2 separate regions of the Zea mays genome follow, and region 2 is linked to region 1. Evidence: chromatin contacts called from public Hi-C data. All regions are on one chromosome and are shown on one strand. The core of a region is the stretch at or near the end of the contact, and the rest is flanking DNA. Distances in the headings are between cores, read along the strand shown.

Region 1 (5,418 bases), core at 1,985-4,484:
GTTATGCTTGCTATTGTTGCTTTATTTGATTTGGAGTTAGAGCAATTTGATGTTAAAACTGCAATTCTTCATGGAGACTTAGATGAAGAGATTTATATGACACAACCTCAGGGTTTTTCTGCTCCTGGTCAAGAGCACTTAGTTTGTCATTTGCAGAAATCTCTTTATGGTTTGAAACAAGCTCCTAGGCAGTAGTATAAGAGGTTTGACTCGTTCATGCTTGCACATGGTTATTCTCGAAGCAATTATGATCACTGTATTTAATTAAAGCAGTTCCCTAATGGATCTTTTGTGTATCTGCTGCTTTATGTTGATGATATGTTGATTGCTTCTCATGACAAGTCTCTGATTGTTGAATTGAAGGCTCAACTTAGTCATGAATTTGATATGAAAGATCTGGGAGCAGCAAATAAGATTCTTGGGATGGAAATTCAGCGTGATCGTCGTGCTGGTACTCTTTTTCTATCTCAGAAAAGTTATATTAAGAAAGTTCTTGAAAAATATAATCTCAGTAATTGCAAATTTGTTGCTACACCATTTGCTTCACATTTTAAATTGTCATCGAGGCAATGTCCTGTTACTGAAGATGAAAAAGAACACATGTCTCACATATCGTATTCTAATGCTGCTGGGAATCTCATGTATGCTATGATCTGTACAAGACCCGATTTGGTTCATGTTGTTAGTGTGGTTAGCAGATTTATGCACAATCCTGGTAAAGAACATTGGAATGCAGTAAAGTGGATTCTTCGCTACTTGAAAGGTACTTCTGATTTTGGATTATTGTTTGGCAAGAATTCAGTGAAGGAAACTGGTGTCATGGGATTTGTTGAGGGATTTGTTGATTCTGACTTTGCTGGTGATCTTGATAAGAGACGCTCCATATCTGGCTATATATTTTCATCATGCGGTTCTGCAGTGAGTTGGAGGGCTTCACTTCAGTCTGTTACTGCTCTTTCCACTACTGAAGCAAAATATGTCTCAGCTACTGAAGGGGTTAAAGAAGCTATTTGGATGCAAGGTCTTATTTCTGAACTTGATGTTCCTCAGGATGTCATTAAGGTTTATTGTGATAGTCATAGTGTTATTTGTCTGACCAAGAATGACATGTATCACTTCAAGACCAAGCATATTGATATCAAGTATCACTTCATTCGTAATATTGTTGCTGAAGGCAAGATTAAAGTGGACAAGATACATACTGATGAAAATCCTGCAGACATGCTTATAAAACCATTATCTAATACCAAGTTCAAGCATTGTCTTGACTTGGTAGGTGTTCGTGGAGCTTAGCACTCTAGTGGTGTTTGAGGAAACAATTTTATAGATTTAGCGTCAAGGAGAGATTTGTTGGATAAGATTTTTTGACTCTATCTCTATCTCCATTCCCTATATAAATAAGCCCCCTTGTACCATGTACGACATACCATATAATAGATCTGTTTTCCCGTGTTTTTTTTCTCCTCCACATTGGAGGAGTTTTTCCACGTTAAACTCTGTGTCTCCTTTGTCTCACTTACGATCCTAACATGATATCTGTCTAGATTTATCATCATCCATTTGAATATAGACATAAAAACCAAGAGCTAAGGCCCTGTTTGTAAACAACCTAGTTTTTAATAATCCAATTTTTATCTTTAGTTTCTAGAAACTGGTTTATGAAAGAAAAATGGTTAATAATGTTTGGAATCACCATAGTTTTCATAAACTTACTTTAGCTAAGAGAGGTTAGCTTCTTGGTTTTAAGAAATTGAAAACTCAGTTTCTATAAACCGGGACATAAACTAGTATGTTTGGAACCACCTCAGTTTTCATAAATCAATTTATTAAAAACTGGATGATTCCAAACAGACCCTAAAGTGAATACTAATTTGAGATGTAGTGAGTAGCTAGTTAACTATTAGCTAATTTGCTAAAAGTAGCTAATAGCTGAACTATTAGCTAAGCACCGATAAGCCCTTAACAAGTAACTGTATAAACTAGCAATCCATTTTTGACTTACAGGGAACTTGGCGGCCCCAAAGAGGAAGTAGACCTTTGTAAAGCCTGAAATTTGCACCCAGTGTTAAAAGATTGTTGCTCCCCAAAAACCTTGAACAATAACACAGATCATACAAGACATGCAGTATCTGTACCCAAAGGCACCTTCAGATTGGACAATCTTCGGAAGCCCATCGACCAGGCAGCGAGCAAATCCCGGTTGTGTCTGGACCCGAATTTTGACAGCCTCCATGGGGCAGAGAGCTACATCCGCAATCACCTCAGCGGACGCGGAAGCTGCAAGGTAGATCAAAGTCCTCAACCTTTCAACGTTCTCGGGACCAGAAATGTCAGAGTAGCACTTCTTGAAGAACTCGTAGAACCCAAACTTGCAGGCCCCCTGGCAGCTGTACCCAACCAGTGTGGCCATCCATCCCCTGAACAAGCCACGGGGTCCTTGCTCATGGAGCATGACACCAAAGGCAGATGTAATGTCCCTGTACTTGCTAGGATCCACCTGAGTGAAGGGACATTGAAGCAGGCAGCAGCTGTGTTAGTCATTGAGACATGGACAAGGAGAACAAGCGAAGGAACCTATCGCTGACAGTGACGGACCTGCATGTTGCACTTGACGAGGTCGAGCGGCGTTACAGCGAGGTGAGTGAGGCCGGTGCTGAGAACGCCGCCGAGGGCGCAGGTAGCGTAGAACAGCGGCGTGTGCATCTCTATAACCTCTCCTTTCCCCTCCGCCTCCCCGACCGCCGCTCCAGCTGCCTTCCCGCATCGGACGCGGAAGGCCGCCTCCCACCCCCTCCCGAGTTGCTGGGTGCTGGCGACCAGCGCGGCAAGGACACGGTCGAGGGGCAGCGGGATCGAGGAGCACCCCACCTTGTCGCGGCTCGTCATCTTTGAGGCACGGGAGTAGCTGGGTTTTCGACGGGAGGGCGTGGGCGTGGGCCTCGCCCTCGCGCATGGTAGGGAGGAGGGAGATGGGGAGGGGGTCGCGGCGAAGGCCGCGTTGGTGCCGCAGCCTGCAGGCGTTGTCCACCTAGCTTACTTAGGTCGGGAGAAGCTGAGAGCTCTCTCCGTCGAGTCCCGACCTGACCGCGCTTGCCGGCGGCCACTGGCGTAAAGTGGCTTGGCCGCTAACGCCGTAACGCGCGGCTGCTGTTTTTCCAGTGGGTGTGTGCGGATGGCGTGGGGGCAGTGCCGCGGGGCACGGCAAAAGAGCCCAGCGCTGGCCGCCGCCGGGACGGTAGGGGCGCGTAGAGAAGAGCGTGCCGGGGGTGATTTTGGCATAGCCGGGCTATTTTTTTTTTCTCCGCGGTCCGCGCCGGAGAAAAAGATGCGACGCATGGCGAAAACCAGGAGGAAACACACTGAATTTTGTGGACAAACGAAGCATGCCTCGCAGTCATATGCCAGACCTTCCGGCGCGTCACACGTGGTTCGAGTGCATGGGAACCACATGGTTTGAAACTTCGAAATCTGGATCATGTGATGTTTCACGTGCTTTGAATCTTGCAGTACGGCTTCCATTCTTGTTTTCCATTTGGGCCGATAATTCTGTTGATTTGTTGATTTTGAATTTTTGACTACGGATACTGATGCTGGCAGCTGAAATCCCAGGTAGCATAAATGGCTAATCAAAGCGACGCATATGCAGCTATGCAGTGATGTACTCCCTCCATATGGAATAGAAGTCGTTTAGGATATAATTATGCGTGATTAATTAGGTTACATTTATCAAGCTTGTCCATATTAAACAGCACTGTAGCTATACTGTGGATACAAAAATGATGCAACTTGAATTGTTATTGCAGACGGTTAAAGGCAGCAGGGACATGAGGTCCTAGGATTGGTTTCCTCATTGCTCAGCAATTTTTTTTTTGCGATATGTTGGGTTCGGCACAAAGAGTTGGAGGGTAAAGCCGTCCAAAATGGAGTACTTACATCTAAAACGACATACTTTGCCTATCTCTAGCTACCCCTTCAAAATGACTTTATTTTAATATTGAGGTAGAGGAGTTAGAATCTACCGGTGTCAGGTGTGGGTGTGTGGTGACTAGAGTTTTGGGAGCAGAAATTGTTGGCTTCCATGTCAATCCTACCCGTAGTTATTATAGTGTCTGTGATTGGGGCCTCAACCAAAATGGATGGGATTGCGCTCCTCATCAAGACATCTAAAGTCTTAAAAGACGCTAGTAATCGAGGCCTCCTCCGCGTTTCCGCCAGTGCCAACCTGTGCGCGTGCGACACCTATACCGGACCCGAAATTTTATCTTCAATCGACCTATGGACGTTTCGTGCTCCTCTCTCTCCTACGCCGCCGGCTCACTGCCGCCTCTTCTCACTCCCACGTCATGCCCACTGCCGCACACCTGCCTCCTCCAGATCTCGCCGCGACCTACATCCCCGGCGTCGCGGCCGGCTCCACTAGCCCAGGCCTTCGACCATCGTCTTCCTCCGCCGCGCACTCCATCTCGCCATGTCGCCCGTATGGGCGTATGGACCGAGCACTTTCTTTTCCTCCTGTCTCCGCTCGGCCACCTTCGCCGCTGCTTCGCTCCATCCGCGCCAACCCCAGAACCACCCCTCGCGTGCCTGGCCTTCTGCACTGCTCTGTCCACCGACCCACCACCACCTCCTCCTACTAAGGTTAGGGCACTCGTCGCAGGCCCCGTTGCGCTCGGCTCAGTGCGGAGGCCGTCGCGGGCCGTCGTTATGTGCCTTCGCCGCCGCGCGATCCAAATGCTCCTGGACGTCTCCTTCGCCTACGCGCTGGATGTATTGTTCCTCGAATCGCCCTCGTTAAGTCCGGGAAGGCCGAGGTGGATCCCACGGTTGAGCCTCGCCGATGCGCAGGTAGCCGATGTGGTTCATGGGGAACTAGGTATTTATATTTCCATTCATTAATGTTAGCATTGCATGTATCTAAATAGCCTTGATTTTCTTTCGTCAGGTCTTAATTTTGTGCTGGAACAGAATACCCTTAAGTCCATAGAGATAGAGCTAACAGAAGAGATGGCGCCTAACTTGCTGCAGACCGATATGGTTATGCAGTTTGGTCTGCTAGGTGAGCTTGTTCGTTGTAGACAAAATGAGTTTCTGAACTTTAGTTTGGAGCGAAAACTTTACATTTTTTTGGTTAACCTGACTGTTTTGACTGACAGCACAGAGGCCCTTGAGTTTGTTCAGGAAAAAATGTCATCGTTTATGAAGTTAGGTGATGGTTCACAGAAGCTCTTGATTTTGTCATGGGCTGGTGACCCATGATGAAGCTATTGCTACCGGAAGACTAGAAATATAGCATCCCCTTCTAAGGTATTCAATTCTAAAAGTACACTTAAGTAGCAATGACCGCTTAGCCCATCAGTTAAACATGATTTCTGTTGAAATTTCGAAGCCAACTAATTGTATATAGTTAGAACTTGTGTG
Region 2 (5,418 bases), core at 1,914-4,413, 160 kb before region 1:
CTCATCCTAAAAATCTATACTTCTATAGGATTCTCACAGCAAAATGAGCCATATGATCTAGTTATATATGAACTTAAGAAACCCAATGCGCATGCAAGATGTCTTGCATTAATAAGAAAATATTTATATATCAATAATAATACAACCATATCAGGCATAAGGCCTAAAAATACATGATGGCACAGATAAGACTTTTTATAGTTATTAGGTAAGTACAAATATCTTGCTCTTTCGGTTGGATCACGGAGGGTATGAAAAACCTCATGTATCTCTTCTCAACAAAATGACACAGCATTATTCCGTCTTATACTTGAAACTGCAAAATATACAGCCATATGTTGCATTTATAGATAGTGTTATCAAATTGCACACTTAGGGAAGCCCCCCAAGGCAGGCATGGGCCAACCGGGCTCCGATACCAGATGTCAGCGTCCAATCCCCGGCCCAGCCCACACTCGACAGCTTCAGGCGTTCATGCGCTCGTGGGCTGGCTCAGCCAAGAGAGTCCACCACTCACATCCCAAAAGCCAGGCTGATGGGAGGAGGGGGACTCTCCCTTTTAAGCTGCCCACGGCCCCCTTGGCTAGCCGATGTGGGACTAAAGCCGGGGCGCTGACTACCAGCCCCTGACATCCCACCCCCCTTGGGAAGCCCCCCAAGGCAGGCATGGGCCAAACCGGGCTCTGATACCAGATGTCAACGTCCAACCCCCGGCCCAGCCCACACTCGACAGCTTCGGGCGTTCATGCGCTCGTGGGCCGGCCCAGCCAAGAGAGCCCACCACTCACATCCCAGGCCCGTTTGGCAAAGCTCCAGCTCCAGCTTCTTTAGCTCTAGATCCTGATCCTCGTGAGGAGCTGATCCTTCTGATTCTCCTAGAAAATCAGAATCATTTTTAAAACCGTTTGGCAAGTAAACTGATTCTTGTCTTCTGAGAGTTGGTGGTCTGTGGCGATTGTCTGTTTTACTCTTTGCAGTTCAACTTTATTACAAACCAATAAGTAGGATGCATATACGGGAAAAAAATATGAAACAATAACATATAAAATATTCCCATCATAGTAGTGCATAAAATGGTCTCAAATGTTTAATCCATAAATTGGCTCGTTATGTTTTTGTCCAATGGCAATTGCGGGTAATTTCGATCAAACTTTAAGAGGAGGTCCATATTTGGTTGGTTGAGGAGCTGTTTTAAGGGAGGGTGGAGCAGGTTTTTTTAGATCCCACCTTTCTTCACAAAAACAACTCCCGATCTTTCGGCTCCACACGAGAATCAGTTTAAAAAAAATACTCGTTTGGCACGGCTCCTCCAGATCCTCGCTTAGAATCAGGAGCTGAAGCTGTGCCAAACGGGCCCTTATTCTGCTGGCATCAAGTTTACCCTGACATTAATTATGATGCTGAACAAAGACTGGATACCAAAACATGGAAGATAGAGAGAAAGAAACCTGGATGCTAAATCATACACAGAACAGGAAATGATGTCAAAGCTCCTAAAGAGAACAGGCAAAGATCTGAATATCTATGTGCTCCATTGGCGCAAACAGCCACTGGTCTAACTGGTTAGGTGGTGTAGTAGCGAACTCATAGGTTCTGACTTCTGAGTTCAATTCCTGGTGGAAGCGAATTTTCAGACCTTGGGTTAAAAAATCCCCTCGTTGTGTCTCGCCCGCTCTCGGGCTACAGAAACTCTGTGCGCCACCCTCCGGCCTGGGGATTGTTGCAGAGTGGGCAGAGCCAACCCGTTAGTAATGGGAGGCCAAGGTGCGGGTTTTCTCGCTGTGACTTCTTACATGAATATCGTTGGAGGCGGCTTAACTCCCTGTGGTCAATTTTTTTATGTGCTCCATTGGCAACCTTACCAAATACTAGTGAACACGTCATGCAAACACTAGGGCTTCGATAAGCTCCCCCAAAACGGTTACATGACTGAGGAGATCCACACAAAGCACACAGTTGCACACGGGCACTGCAATGCATCAACAATTAGGTTTGTTGTTATCCCCAATGGGTAGTATCATGCTCATTAATAAGATGCCACATAGGATTTTTTGCTGATGTGGCAAGGCATTTAATAGGAGAGGGAGAAAAGTTGTATCTTAATCAAGGTACTGCTTTGCCACGATATCTTAGGTTATGGCATAAAAAATAATGTTTGGGTTCATTCTCACAGACACAACATCACACCAATTAACTAATTTAAACATATAAGTATGATATTGTACATTGTGGAGGGTGTGTTACCATACTTTTCATTATATTTAGCGTTTTTGGATATTGAAGTATGATACTTTTGGACTGGTAATAGCCTTAGCAAGAAAGATGAGTGGGTGACCTGAGCTTTAATGAAGCGGTCCATATCAGCGTCAAGCCGCTGGACCTCGCGTGAAATGTCATCGTCCAGCATGGGCAGCAGGAGCAGCGGTGAATCGCCGGAGGAGTTCCCAGCCCCGCCGCCGCCGTGGCGCCGGTCCTCCAGAGACAGCGCCAGCCCCGTCGATACCGCCGAGCCCGTCTGCAGAAAATCGATGGACGACATCTGGGAGTTTTCTCCAAGCAGTTCCTGCTCCCTCGGCTGCCTCCACCCAAGCCCAGCAGCTGCCGTCAGCCCCACCGCATCCACCACTGCCCAAAACAGACCGAAACTCCTCCAAAATCAGCGCCAATTTAAGCGGAATTCGAAGAAGCGAATAGTGGATTCGCGGAGAAAACTTACGCGTTGTCTGCGCGGGCTGCTCCGGGAAGGCAGGCGGCGGGTTGAAGAAGGTGAGGGGCGCTGGGATCTGGCCATCCACAGGCACCGGTAGCGCGTTCCTGCCCAGAATTGCGACATCCGAAGAGGAAATTCAGTGCGATTCTCACCTTAAACAACAATTCTAGACAGAAGGGGTGCAAATAAAATTGATGTCGAACATTCACCTGAAGGAAGGAAGCACCGGCTGCTGCTGATTCGGGGGCGGTGCCTGCTGCGGGTGTGGCTGCTGGAGATGGTGGTGAGAGAAGAACGCCATGGCGAGGTGAGGGGGAAGGAGATGGCTGAGGGGAAAGGGACGGGGGACTGGGGGAGAGGGGGTGATGGAGTGAAAGACGGCGAAATGGGCCCTCGGGAGTTGGGGGTGGCAAATGGCAAAATGATAATTAGGAATACAGAACATAACTTATTAGATCTGTGATTGACATACGGAGCCATGTTTTATGACCCCATAGGTAAGGCCCTGTTCCAATCTCGCAAGACAAACTTTAGCAGCTTTTTTAGCTACTTTTAGTCATTTGTAATCTAAATAGGAGAGCTAATGGTGGTAATTGAAACTAAACTTTAGCATTTCAATTCATATAGCTAAAGTTTAGTAGGAGGCTAAAGTTTATCCCGTAAGATTGAAACGGGGCCTAAGTAAGAAATACATGTCTTTGCTTATGCACAAGGTGTTACAAGGGTGGTTTGCTATTTTCGCTAACACCCCTGTACTTACGTCAAAATAAAAAATGAGATACTTGTATGATTGTCTATTTATTTTTGCAATATTTCATCATACTGTATGATTGAATGGTTGATGCCCCTTCGCTCATGGGCGCCACTCTAGACGATCATGGGTCTCTAGATGCCAAGCTTGGCAAACCTAAAATGATTAGCAAAAATCTGAATAAATAATTTCCACAATTATGTCATTTAAGCTCCTTTTAAAATATCATATTTATAGAAGGAAATCCCTTTTATTTTAAGGAAAAAAATTTGTTAGAAGAATAGGTGAAAGTTCGAGTTACCTCCTAATAGTGCTTGTTTTAAGAAACAAGATCATACATGGGAAACCTTAAAGTCGTATCTCATGTTGGTGAAGTGGTTTCCCTGCAACACCAACCTGTTTGTAGGACTCATGCCAAAACATACAAGATTTGCAATATTTATGATAGATAAAAACATCTACAACATCCTTTCGAAGAATTTATGGACAAGAAGCATGAAGGGGTTGTAGCTCTCATATGTGATGATGGCAGAGAGAAAGATTGTTTCAAAAAAATCGCATGGAACCATGAATTTGATTGGATTGTCATGAAATTACTTCTATGTTTATTGACAATGTCTTCTTTTCCAAGTTCCAAAGTTGATGTCTCATGAATATACAAAGGCAAAAAAGTTATCCATCATTCCATGCCTATGACATGCCATGGACGATTCTTTGTCCAAGATTTCCCTGGGATCGGAATTCTTGGCTTGAGCTTGAGGTGAGCACTTTCTCCCTCCTCTAGACTTGGATGAGTCATGTTTACCAAAGAGATTAACATAATCCCATCCTTTGGGACAAGACGGGTTTAGATTCTACCCATGTGTTAAGAGTGTGGGGGGTAGATATCCCCCGAATCACCACGGATTGGTTATGCTCTCTACGCCGCCTGAAAGGCACCTAGTGGGTTAGGTACATGGTCCCCTTGGGGACTTTAGTCGGGCAAAATCGGAAGCGGGTGAGGAAGAAACCTAGACTGTGTTCGACACATGCAGAGAACGTAGAAATCTCTTGAGGACTCGCTGACCACCGAAAAACTCGGTACGACTCTAGCAGAGGCGGGTGGACGAAGATCATGTATCGGGCCATGCGTTGTAACTCTTTCTCGGTCGGGAATAAGGTAGAGGAGGAGCCCCTACGAAAATGAGAGAGACCTCAGAAGCATAGTCATCTTCTACAACATGAACCCTTTGTAACCTCTAATCACCGAGCAATACACATCCACAAACTTATAGGACGTAGGGTATTATGCGCTTGAGCGGTCCGAACCTGTATAGTTTATTGTGTTCCATCGTGCCTCACACGACCCATCGAGTTGCGATCGACCTCATCATCCTCCCAAAAGCACTATGTGGTATACCCCGTAGTGTGACGTTGGTACCAAACTCCGATTGCTGGCGCGCTAGGCAGAGAGCGCAACATTCATATACGATAGCTACAGGGCCATTGTTTTCAACACCGTCTTCAGCTTCATCATCGGAGATGTTTTCCACTTTGGATGCCTCTCACGCATCATGGACCAAAGGGGTGCCCTGCACCACGTAGCGAGTGTGGGGAAGGAGGCCCCGTTGTCCCACACCATCGCCCCGACAGAGAAGAAGCCCTTGTTGAGATCCAGGGCGGCCCTGGAGACGGTCATGGCTAAACCTCATTCAGTCACGAATTGAGCCTTGTGCGGCCCACACCTGCACTTAGGGGCCCGACTCATCCGTGTGTCATGTCCGGCTGCTGCTGCACCACCTAGACGTGTGGTTGCACCAATGCCTCCGCCTCGGCCGACCGTCATAGCAGTTCCAATGCAGTAGGATCCATTGTCCACCTCACCAACCCGGGGTTGGACCTGGATTAGTTGCAAGAAGAAAGGGCCCAAGTGCTCGTTGTTCTTAGGACTGCTGGAGCGCGACCGACTGACGCCTCG

Evidence for each region. Hi-C and Micro-C count contacts between places; a contact is called where the count stands out from the background.
Region 2: a contact with region 1 is called in a Hi-C map of endosperm, with 2.7 times the contacts expected there. The contact joins the promoter of LOC100282337 here to the promoter of LOC100502457 in region 1. A contact is called at or near these places in 2 of 25 Hi-C or Micro-C datasets (ear and endosperm).

The regions. Positions count from the first base shown.
Region 1 is chr1:37,809,364-37,814,781 of Zm-B73-REFERENCE-NAM-5.0, reverse strand. It overlaps LOC100502457 (Mitochondrial phosphate carrier protein 3 mitochondrial), which reads right to left and starts at 3,234. Exons shown (of 6, transcript NM_001196935.1): 1 at 2,596-3,234; 2 at 2,136-2,497; 3 at 2,003-2,046. The coding sequence starts at 2,886. It also overlaps the pseudogene LOC103634112.
Region 2 is chr1:37,968,315-37,973,732 of Zm-B73-REFERENCE-NAM-5.0, reverse strand. LOC100282337 reads right to left here and starts at 3,163. Exons shown (of 4, transcript NM_001155249.2): 1 at 2,920-3,163; 2 at 2,717-2,814; 3 at 2,336-2,625. The coding sequence starts at 3,155.